3 separate regions of the Mus musculus genome follow, and all the other regions are linked to region 3. Evidence: chromatin contacts called from public Hi-C data. All regions are on one chromosome and are shown on one strand. Each heading gives the region's core, a stretch centred on a gene start, on an enhancer-like site or on the middle of the called end of the contact. The rest is flanking DNA. Distances are from core to core; before and after follow the strand shown. Region 1 overlaps Irs1 (insulin receptor substrate 1). Region 2 has its middle 510 kb from the start of Mir6344. Region 3 has its middle 180 kb from the start of Mir6344.

Region 1 (3,317 bases), core at 9-2,508, 280 kb before region 3:
CCCCCCACTTCTATAAGCTTTTACCCCCACCCACCCTCATCCTTTTTTTCTGTGTACATATCATGTTTCATTTCATACATTGCCTCCGAGAAGGCTCAAGAGACAAGTGCATTCTTGCTAACTGGAAATTAAAATTCCAGATTTTTTTTTTTTTTTGTTTTGTTTTTTAAGTCATGACCAGGGTTCTGTGTTTTGTTCCCTAAGACACCTACCTTGTGTGTTCTGGGAACTTTCCGTGTTATGTGTGTTTGAAATGAATGCAATTGGCCCATTTGCCCTGGTGTTTGCTGGCCTTTTAGTGGTTAGCTAATAAAACACAGTTTACAGAGAGCACATAAAAACTTAGTGAGCTGCTGTTGAAACATCTAGTTAGGAGTGAAAATGTGAATCCTTTCCTTGTTTGAAAGGTCGATAGATCTTGGAACTTTTTACTTTATCCAGCAGAAATGGCAATGACTATACCTGAAGGTGTTTCCTCTGGAACTGTAAATTGTCTTTGCCTTGAAACTCCCTGAAATGACAGTGAAGATTCAATGATCAGGCTCCCTTTGAGTCCCTGTGAACTCAGCCCTGCAGCAGGGAGGAGCAACACTCTACTTCTGGGAAGGGTTGAGCCTCCTGGGTGGGGCTGCAAGGAAGGAGCAAGGGTTGGGAGGCACTGCAGTTGCCCAGTTGCCCTGATCAACTGGTTGGGGACCCCTGGCTCTATTCAAAGAGATAAATAGACCCCCAACTGCTGAGGTTCGGGTTAGTGTTCAGTCAACCAGATGTACAATGTTCAGTGTTGCAGATCTTAATCATTTGCATGCTCATCAATTTCTAAGATAAATAGGTCTCTAGTCATAAGAATTCATTGTTTTCAAGGAACTCGCCAAATGACATCATTTGTTGTCAGTTAGAAAGGCTTTGAAAATAGGAAGTGAAAGTTGGTTTTTTTACAAATGTATGAGAAAAGACTCTCATTGTTAAAGTGACTTTTTAATTTTTTTAAGCATTCTGACTCAAATTCTTGCTAAGGTAAGAAGAAAGCAAGCCGCTTGCTCTCTGCCCTCAAGGATTTGAGTTACTAAAAAGAGACCAGTGAACAATGTCAGCCCCAACCATTTGCCTGTAAAGCTGGCTGGAGTTTTTCAAGGGGCCTAGGCTTTGAATATTTATGACTAACGCACCTCTGCATGTGGGGTTATTGACACTTGAGGTGAGAACAGGAACAAACAGACTGGACAATCGTCTCCTGGTTTCTATCTCCCTTGCTTTGTATTGAGTCAGTAGTGTAAAGGTAGCCTTTCTTGTTCAGCTTCTTCTAGACTTTACCCGAGCTGGGGTTGATGAAAGCATCAAACTTGGCTGACTTAGAACTGGAAGTTGCTGGTACCCAGGCTGAAATCTCTTGCGCTGGCTTCTTGAAGGGTTTCCTTTAAGCACATCAGCTGCTAAGTTTTTGTGTTCAATTCCTATTAAAGGGGGTTGGCCTTTATCTATTTCCAAGAATTTGCAGGCCAACCAAGGGCTTATGTTAATGGGGCTTCTAGTGGCTTCTAGCTAACCTGGAAGTTAGTGGCTTTTTTTCTTTATGAGACCAACCTTTCACAGCATTCTTTTTTAAAGACTTGTTAAGACAGGGTTTTTAAATTCTTCTTTGTGAAAAGAACAGGTATGCTCCCTTGGCTATGATGATAGCTTTCTTTTGGGCGAAAGCATAGCCCTAGAACCAGCTGGAAATGAAGGGACTCCATTAATGATCAACCGTCTGGATCAATAATGACAAATCAGTACTGATGCTACATGTGTGGCTATTTCTTGCTAACTTTCAAAGGTCAGGGACACTCTTGACTAACTTACCAACTACAAACGTAGATCTACTCAAGAATCATCAAGCCAGAAGTAGAGAGCTTTATCCTGTCTTTCCTTGGCATTTGTCTTTTAGCTCTCATTTATATGTGAGACAAAGTGTTAAGAAACAATCTTACTGTACTATAGGAAACAATATTTTATAGTGTGGAAACCCTATTTGATACAGTGGAACATCCTGAAAGCAATATACCATGTATTTGGATACCTTTAAAATGGGTGACTTAAAGATAGGGGAAGATGGCTTACCACATGGTGACAGTAAGAGCCATGACAGATAGTACAGTTGTGAAGTGCTGTGGCTAGGGGTGATAATGATCCCATATTTACCTCATGCTGCCTTGGCTGAGCTCGCTAACTGAGATAGTCATACAAAGAGGTCCTATACCAGGAAACTGACATTGGGGAGAAAAGGATTTTTTGGAAGGCATATGGAGGACAACTCGGGGAACCAAGTAAGAACTAGTTTCTTGGTAGTGACAGGACAGGGGGGCTAGTGCTGTCATGACAAGGTGGATGTTAGCAGGAGGTGATGCTCTCCTCACCTGCTCTGGCTGCTTGAAAGTCTTGAAAGAAGCAGGGTGTCCTTCCAGGTGTGTGAGCAGGCACAACCTTGTCAGTAGTAACAAAAAGACTTCCATGCTGGGCTGGGGTTCTTAGCTATGGAGAGTAAAGACAGCCTTCCATATAGTTAGTAGAACCAAGCATTAAACACTGGGCCTCTGGTCATCCCTGAGTCAAGCCTGAGATGATGATGGTTCAGTCTCTTCCTCATGCCTGGAGAGAGTATGGCACAGCTAGTGTGTTGGGTATCTATCACTCACTATTTGCAGCTAGAACACCAAATAGATGCTGGAAGGAGACTGAGAGGTTCTGGACGTGTTTGGCCCTACTCTTAATTAAAGAGCCTATAATTAGCAAATATGGTTTTTAAGCATCTGACTTGGGTAAGGCTTTATTTCCCTTCCCTAGCTTATCCATGATGGCTTGGCATTTGGGATGTCCACACCAAGAGATGGGTATGTTATCCCTTTGCCATCCACCTGCTATGTAAACCTCTCTTTGTCCACGCTGTCCCTTTCTCCAGCACTAACCATTATGCCATACCGTAGAACAAATTCACTACCCAGGAAAATGTGTCTGTTTGCATACTCATCTGTAGTGCTAGCATTTTTATTTTAGTCCATTTTAGAACTTTGCCACTGGCCTAAGAGTATAGTTTTCAGAATAATTTTTCTTATGTAGTTGTTTTCCTTATACCTCTTGGCTACAGGGTGGGCCAAACGAATGCTATCTCTCTTTCCATTTGCTGTGTGTGGTTTGGTTTATCATCTGAAGATGGTGGTGCTATCGACGGTGCTACTTCATCTGTGTACAAAAGACCGACGCATGGTCTATGTTGCTACCAAAACATTTACTGTATATATGTGGATAACATATTATGTATATATGTAATGGGTACCAGG
Region 2 (3,469 bases), core at 125-2,624, 330 kb after region 3:
AAAAAAAAAAAAAAAAAAAAAAAAAAAAAAAGGAAAGAAAAGAGAAAATAATAGAAATCCTTCATCTCTGCATTGCCCCACTTATGTTGCTAATAATTCACCTTAAAACATATAATGTGATACAATGCTTGTTATCACAATGCTTAACTTGATGTTTTTCAGAATTCTAGTAAATATACACATTTATGTTCATTGAAGCAAAGATTGCTGGTGTTTGAAAACTGACATATGTAAGGGTAGATGTGAAGACACTATAGGGATAATTCAAGTTGATTTCTGAGCTGGTTCAAATTATTTTAAAATTATATGTGAGAAGCTCATAACTCTCTTTTCAACATCAAATTTCCATTCATTGAAAGATGGAATAATTAGCCAAGGGTGAATTATGTGGAACAACTGAACTTGTCAAAATAAAAACATCTTCTGTCATGAATAAAATAGTACACCTTCCCATGGAGAACTCATTGGAAATCACACATTCTGGAGTTAGAAAGGAGGTATTGCCATTATCTCTGTCTCTATCTTTATTTCTCTCTATAGGTAATATAAATCTATCTACATCTCATCTATATATCTATACAGATAAATATCTATAATCTCATTGTTGACTTTTGTGATTGTAGAATAATAAATATTCTGCACGACTTAACATATTTCAATCTAAGTGCATTTTGTATATATACTCTAGATCATTAGCAGGGAGATCTCTGTATCTCTGTCTCTCTTCCCTCTTTCACTGTGTATGTATGTAGGTATGTATCTATGTAAGTAAAGATATAGATGCATACATACATAGATACATAGGTAGAGAGTGAGAAGAAATGAGAATTTTAGGAAAGAATAACAAATATCTATGGCTACATTATAGGTAAAAGTGAGGCTTTTAATGTGTGTGTGTGTGTGTGTGTGTGTGTGTGTGTTTATGTATGTATGCTCACACACATGTGCATATATAACATGAAGATATATGAGCCAGTTAACTGTTTTGAAACTGAGTACTTTAGCTTTGTATTGAAGTGGCATGCCAATCCTATTGATTGCTGAATAAAACTGTACTGCATAGATCACTTTGGTTTATGTTAGTTGAAAGGGTTCATTTTCAATGAAAACTTTCTTGTTATTCTGAACAAATGCATTTTTATATTAAGACACACTGGATCAAAGGTATTTGACACTGCTGACTTTTAGCCACCAGTTACTAAACTGCAAACCAGATCTCCCCAGGAGCTATGCTTTGGACTTTTAGGGGGAACAATGTTTTCTGTCTACCTTGCTGATGGCACTTTCTCTTGGCCACGTCCGCACACATGCCACACACTCAACCATCCATAAAGGTGAGTCAAAGTCTCCTGTGCTTCTCTGTACTATGTCCCTTGCTGAATCATACCCTTGCTGAATCATACCCTTGCCGTGTGTATATCTGAACGGCAGCAGTTACTCTCATTGTTGCTTCTTTAATGATTATAGAATAAGTGAATGCTATGCACTAATCCCCACATTCCATTCTCCTGTGTTTTGTATATTGACTTTAGGTCATTAGCAGGCACCCCTAAATACTATTACTGCTTCTCTTTTTAGACATGCAGCCTCCAGCCTCCATATCTAGATGCAGGCACTATCACTTTTCCTTTCTAAAACTGGACAGACTGTCTCATAGAAAAGCTAAGTAAGTTTCACATAGGGCACACAGGCTATGTGACAGAGATGATGAAACTCAGACATCATGTTTAATAATTCCCTGTCCTTAGTACTACACTGTGAAGCCATGATCTTGTGCAGTCCTTGCTATTACTGGTACACAGTCACCTAAGTCTTCAGATGTAACCTGTATAAAGGTTTTGATTTGACTCTTGGCATTCTTTTCCTATACAAATCTATTAAAGGAATATTCTCTTGAAAACTATTTATTTTCAGTGATATGGCAATTTGACTTTATGTCTATGAGTGTGTGTGTGTGTGTGTGTGTGTGTGTGTGTGTGTGTGTGTGTGCTGTGAAAGTGTTTTCCCTTGGTGTCTGAGTGTCTGTGATGATGATATTGGTGAGCACTAGGAAAACTGCCTTCTATGTACATAAAAAATTCTAATAAACAATGCAGCCAAAGTGCTAAAGGATGTCTACTCTTTTGTAGCCTGCACTCAGATGCAAGAACTTAAACATTATCTTAGGACATTAGCGCTTACAGCCAACTACGCTGCCAAGTTCAGCAAATACTTGCTCAAAATACCCAATATATTTGCCACAGAGGATTGCAGATATACGGAATTTGAAGCAATGTTTTGCCCAATGTGCTATGGTTGAAATATAGATGTCTCCTCCAAAAAGGTATGTTGAGAATTAATCAGTATTATAATGATATTATTAAAATAATTTTTAAAATCTGTTTTTCCTCCCCAGTCCTGCTCCCAGAATGATGACTCTGAGACTAATTAGTTATTATTTAATGCCTAGGACATAAGCTTTTTCTCATTCCCTGACTAGATCGTAGCTTATTTAACCCATTTAACTATTCTATGTCTGCCACTTCAGTCTACCTTTCTCCTCTTCTCTTCTCAATGTCTCTCTGAGTCCCTCTGCAGTTTATGTCTGTCTTCTATCTCGGCTCCCATCTCATTCCGTTCCCATCTCTCAGTCCTTAAGCTCTCTTTAAGCCTCTCTTTATCGCTTACTATTTCCCAGAATCCTCTCTTCCTGCCAGTATCCCACCTCCTATTTCCTGTCTTAGCTCATTGGCCATCAGCTTTCGTATTGACAGGTGATGTTTATAAGAGAGTCTCCTTATATGACATTAAGATCCACGGTAATTATCTTTTTTGTTTTGTTTTTGATTTTGTTTTTTTTGCAACTCATAAATCATCCCAAAATTTTCAAATTTAAACTAGGTAAAAAGTTTACCTAGATTTAAAAAAAATTAAAAAAAAAAACCTTAAAGTTTGTGTACCCATTAATTATAGCATACCATATCTATAAATTTTACTTTCTTCCTTATGCTCCAATGAAGGCAAAATGAAGGAGTCAAGATGGTGATATGTTAAATAATATGAAATAATGGAAATAAGATGGTTTTCCAACATTTATAAAATTTTTAAAGTGATTCAAGGTTGAAATCCACAGAGATTAAAGATTAGCACTGAATAAAATAGCCTAATACTTTATTAGGTCTGTAGAGCACCTGGTATCCGCGAGGTGATGTCATTTGTACTTCAAAACTATGAAGGCTTTGTAATCACCTATTGTAGTCTCCCCTCCCCCAGCCTGAAACTTGCTTGCTCAGGGGTGGAGCTTGCCGCTCAATTGTTGTGTCACGCCCACTGCTGGAGCCTGCCGCTTTCCTGTTCAGAGTTATCACGGGTTCACCTGCAACTTTACTCCTAGATTATTTGGCGGGAATCGGGCCCCTCCCCCTTCCTTCATAACGGAGTGTCAAAATAGTAAAATTGAACCTTGAGTAGAGCTGAAAGAGTAGTAAAC
Region 3 (3,358 bases), core at 45-2,544:
GAGCTGAGCAAACATTCTGCCTTAATAACTCTGTGTTCGGTTTATAAACTGCATGAATAATCTGTGACTCACAGCAATGCTGGTGGTGTAAAAATTAACCCTGTCTCATATTTCTCCATGATTGCACCCTAAACTACATGTGTGGTAGATTCACTTTATAGAAAAGAAAACTCTAGTTGTAGAATCTTATTAAATTAAGCTGTGCTGTAACTCTGAACTGGATGAAGGTTGGCGTTTATTTGGTAATTACTGTATCCCAGGACTAGTTATTAGGACTCTGTATGGATTTTCTCATTTTAATCCATATAGTTGCCCTATTTGTTTGGGTTCTTTGAGAATGACAGGGCTTCTTTTGACTTTTAGTGAGTGTAACTAGAGATGGAATTTCAGTTGATTAGAAGCCACTGAAGCCACCCTGAGCCAGTGGATGAGGCAACATGGGTGTGGAGAGAGCAGAATCGATATAAATTTATTAAATTAATATAAGAGAGGAAATCAGGAGCATGGGAAGGATTCCCAAGGAGGAATAGCATCACATTGTCCTACCAGAAGGGCTGTTAAAGATTTTGCTGAGTGAATTTGGTGGAGATTGAGGCAATATTTATTCAGATTGGTCATTTTTTAACACATTGCAAGTTGAAGCAGGGGGGAATGGGGGCAGGGCAGGGGACACATGTCCTCTGTGTGTTCTCTCAGCCCAACTGAAAGGTCATTCACCCATCTAGGGGAGGTCATGTACATTACTTGACTAACTCAATAACTTCCATGGCTTTTGCCCTCCTGCCTAAAGGACGTTTAACTCCTATCTGGCCATTATTCAGCTACAGTAGCAGTCTCCATTTGATATGTATAGAAATTGGTCCAGAAGAGTTAAGTAATTCACCATAAGAACTTAGGGGTGAAACGTGGAGTTCACCTGAGGCAGTTTGATGCCTAGTAATAACCCAGGTGTAGTCACTGGACTGTATCAGCTACTCTACTAAAGGAGATTAAAATACCCTCCACATAAGTGATCGAGATCTTGATCTGGTGAGTGTGTTTATTTTACTTATCTCTATCAGAAAATAGGATACAAAACATTTTTCACTCATGAGAAAAATGATGGTATGCATCTGTTCTTATCCTTTTTTTTTTCAGGGCTATTTGGTTTTCTCAACTCTTGTCATAGTTCAGAGAGAACTGAACTGGGGCACTCTGAAGAATGGAGCACATTGGTTCCCTGGATTAGAGAGATCATGGTATCAGAGTAATCAAGTAACAAAGGGCAAGTGCTTGGAGCTTTCAGTAAATAAATGTGTCCCAGAGGACAGAAAAAATGACCAAGTTTCAAGAGCTTGCCACATCAATCAAGTTTGAGTAGGCTAGGAATGCCTTGCCCAGAAGAGAATGTGCATGACACATTTCTTCTGCTATCACCAGAAAAGAAGCACAGAAGCTGGTAGGCAGCTTCTGTCTCTAGCATACCCACATCTGGAAGTCCTGTGGCTTTCCGTTTGATGTGAGGTGTGGAGGGATGACATCGTTTATCAGGACTCAGCAGTTACAGATATTTAGTAAGGCCACGTTGCTGTGCAAGTATCCCTGACATGTGTACCCTGACACTTGGCAAACCCCATGACACTAGAAAGACACATGGTAGTGTTCACTGTAAACCCCAGAAAAGGAATCATAGCACAGTGGGTCTGGAGCTGGGGTTAAGATCTGTAGCTATAGACACTGTTTTGTCTTTTGTGCCTGGTGTTGTGAGTCCGGGCTCAGGTAGAGACAACATGTGACTGCAACCAGTGTTTGCTCTGAAACAGCAGAAAGCTTGAGTAGAATCAGCAACACACTGGGAAATCAAAGTGCTACTGGTAGGTTGTTAGGGAGAAAGGAGAAGGTAACTATAGGAAAGGCTCCCATGGTTCTCTTGCTGACAATGCATTTGCTGCCTCTGCTTCACTGAATACCTATGTTTGCCTGCTTAATCTCCTATAGTAGCTGTCACCATCTGTGAACTATGCTGAAAATAGACTGTGGTACTCTGCCGTACTTCGCAACGCTGGTTCTGCAAGAGTGTGGTGGTGAGGTCAAATCCTCTTGATGGTAAAGAAAAAGAAATGAGTGGTTAGAAATAGCAAAAAGATAACAAAAACATGAATTGTGCAATATAAATATTGAAAACAGATTTCTGAAATTCAGCACAGACTACAGGGTCCATTGGAATGGATAGTTGGTGTATCTTCTGCATAGCTGATTGGCTTTGATTGTTTGAGGTGTGGGGACATTTTCTTTAGTCTCCACGAGAATATCTTTGGAATGTTCTTATTATTTAATGATTAATTGGTAAATAAATATTTCAATTTATTGTTGTTTAATCATTATTCAGAATGAAGCTGGTACTAATGAGAAAACGATCACTAAGTGGAGGAAGCACCAGGTAGATGCAAAGTAATAACTGTTTGACTTTATTACTGGGAGGAAACACCAAATGATAGTGTTCAATTGTGCCAGCTAACAACACTACAACATATTAACTCCTAAGATGTCAAAAAATCAATACAACAGTGGCTTCTATATATACAAGACATGGATAACTTTCGTGTGGCTGATAGCATTAAACTGGCCTACTCTCTCAAAAGCACAGTTTGGTAATTTGGGACATGAGCCCTAAAATATGTATTTTTTTTCCAAAGACCAATTTTGTTAATGTTCACAAATTAATTGCAGAAAAGAGGCAGAGGCTGGTGATGTATGAAGATTGCCTATTGAATATTTACCTACAGTAATGGAAAGTTACAATTGAACCAAATGTCAATGGGCAAGTGATTGAACAAATAGGAGGATGATTGAACAAATGATGCTAGGACCATACTATCAAGTATGCATCAATCACAGAACGTCTAACAAAAGATGATAATACAGAAAATAAAATGATGCAAAATTACATTTTTTAAAAACTCAAGTGTATATGTTTATATAACTATAACAAAATATCAGAAAGCAGGCAATTTATAACAGACAGCAATTTATTTTATTATGGTCCTGGCAGGTGGAGGTTATTTATCTTAGTAATTTTTTATCTATCTTGAGGCTTTTATATAACATATTTTAGTCGTATTAGGTCATATTTTGGTGGTCTATCCAAAAATACTCATGAAATGATACCCGGACTCCCCCTAGATCCACCCACACTTTTCTATCTACTCCACTTTGTTTTCTCCCCACACCTTCTTTGTTTTCTCCCCACACCTTTTTTGTTTTCTCCCCATACCTTCTTTTTCTTATTTATCAAGCCCATTTTGTGTTTACCTAAGTACTCTTGGGTGTGTACTCAACCCCTTGAGTGTGACTGATCTCCTGGGTGTCACCCTCTTAA

Evidence for each region. Hi-C and Micro-C count contacts between places; a contact is called where the count stands out from the background.
Region 1: a Hi-C map of liver shows a contact between it and region 3, with 4 times the contacts expected there. The contact joins two enhancer-like sites. A contact is called at or near these places in 3 of 39 promoter capture datasets (the 3T3-L1 cell line and liver), 3 of 484 Hi-C or Micro-C datasets (all in liver) and 1 of 115 datasets of contacts at active chromatin or transcription factors (liver).
Region 2: a contact with region 3 is called in a Hi-C map of pancreatic cancer cells. The contact joins two enhancer-like sites. A contact is called at or near these places in 1 of 484 Hi-C or Micro-C datasets (pancreatic cancer cells) and 1 of 115 datasets of contacts at active chromatin or transcription factors (pancreatic cancer cells).

What each region holds. Positions count from the first base shown.
Region 1 is chr1:82,233,257-82,236,573 of GRCm38.p6, reverse strand. Irs1 (insulin receptor substrate 1) reads left to right here. Exons shown (of 2, transcript NM_010570.4): 2 at 1-3,317. Among named protein-coding and RNA genes, the nearest start is that of Irs1, 57 kb to the left of the region's middle. Within about 2 kb of position 1,258, at least 24 of the 459 cell types and tissues checked have an H3K27ac peak or open chromatin away from gene starts, as enhancers often do. A contact at or near this core is called in liver, where this site is marked.
Region 2 is chr1:81,622,221-81,625,689 of GRCm38.p6, reverse strand. No RefSeq gene overlaps it. Among named protein-coding and RNA genes, the nearest start is that of Mir6344, 510 kb to the left of the region's middle. Within about 2 kb of position 1,374, at least 14 of the 459 cell types and tissues checked have an H3K27ac peak or open chromatin away from gene starts, as enhancers often do. A contact at or near this core is called in pancreatic cancer cells, where this site is marked.
Region 3 is chr1:81,948,382-81,951,739 of GRCm38.p6, reverse strand. No RefSeq gene overlaps it. Among named protein-coding and RNA genes, the nearest start is that of Mir6344, 180 kb to the left of the region's middle. Within about 2 kb of position 1,294, at least 40 of the 459 cell types and tissues checked have an H3K27ac peak or open chromatin away from gene starts, as enhancers often do. A contact at or near this core is called in liver and pancreatic cancer cells, where this site is marked.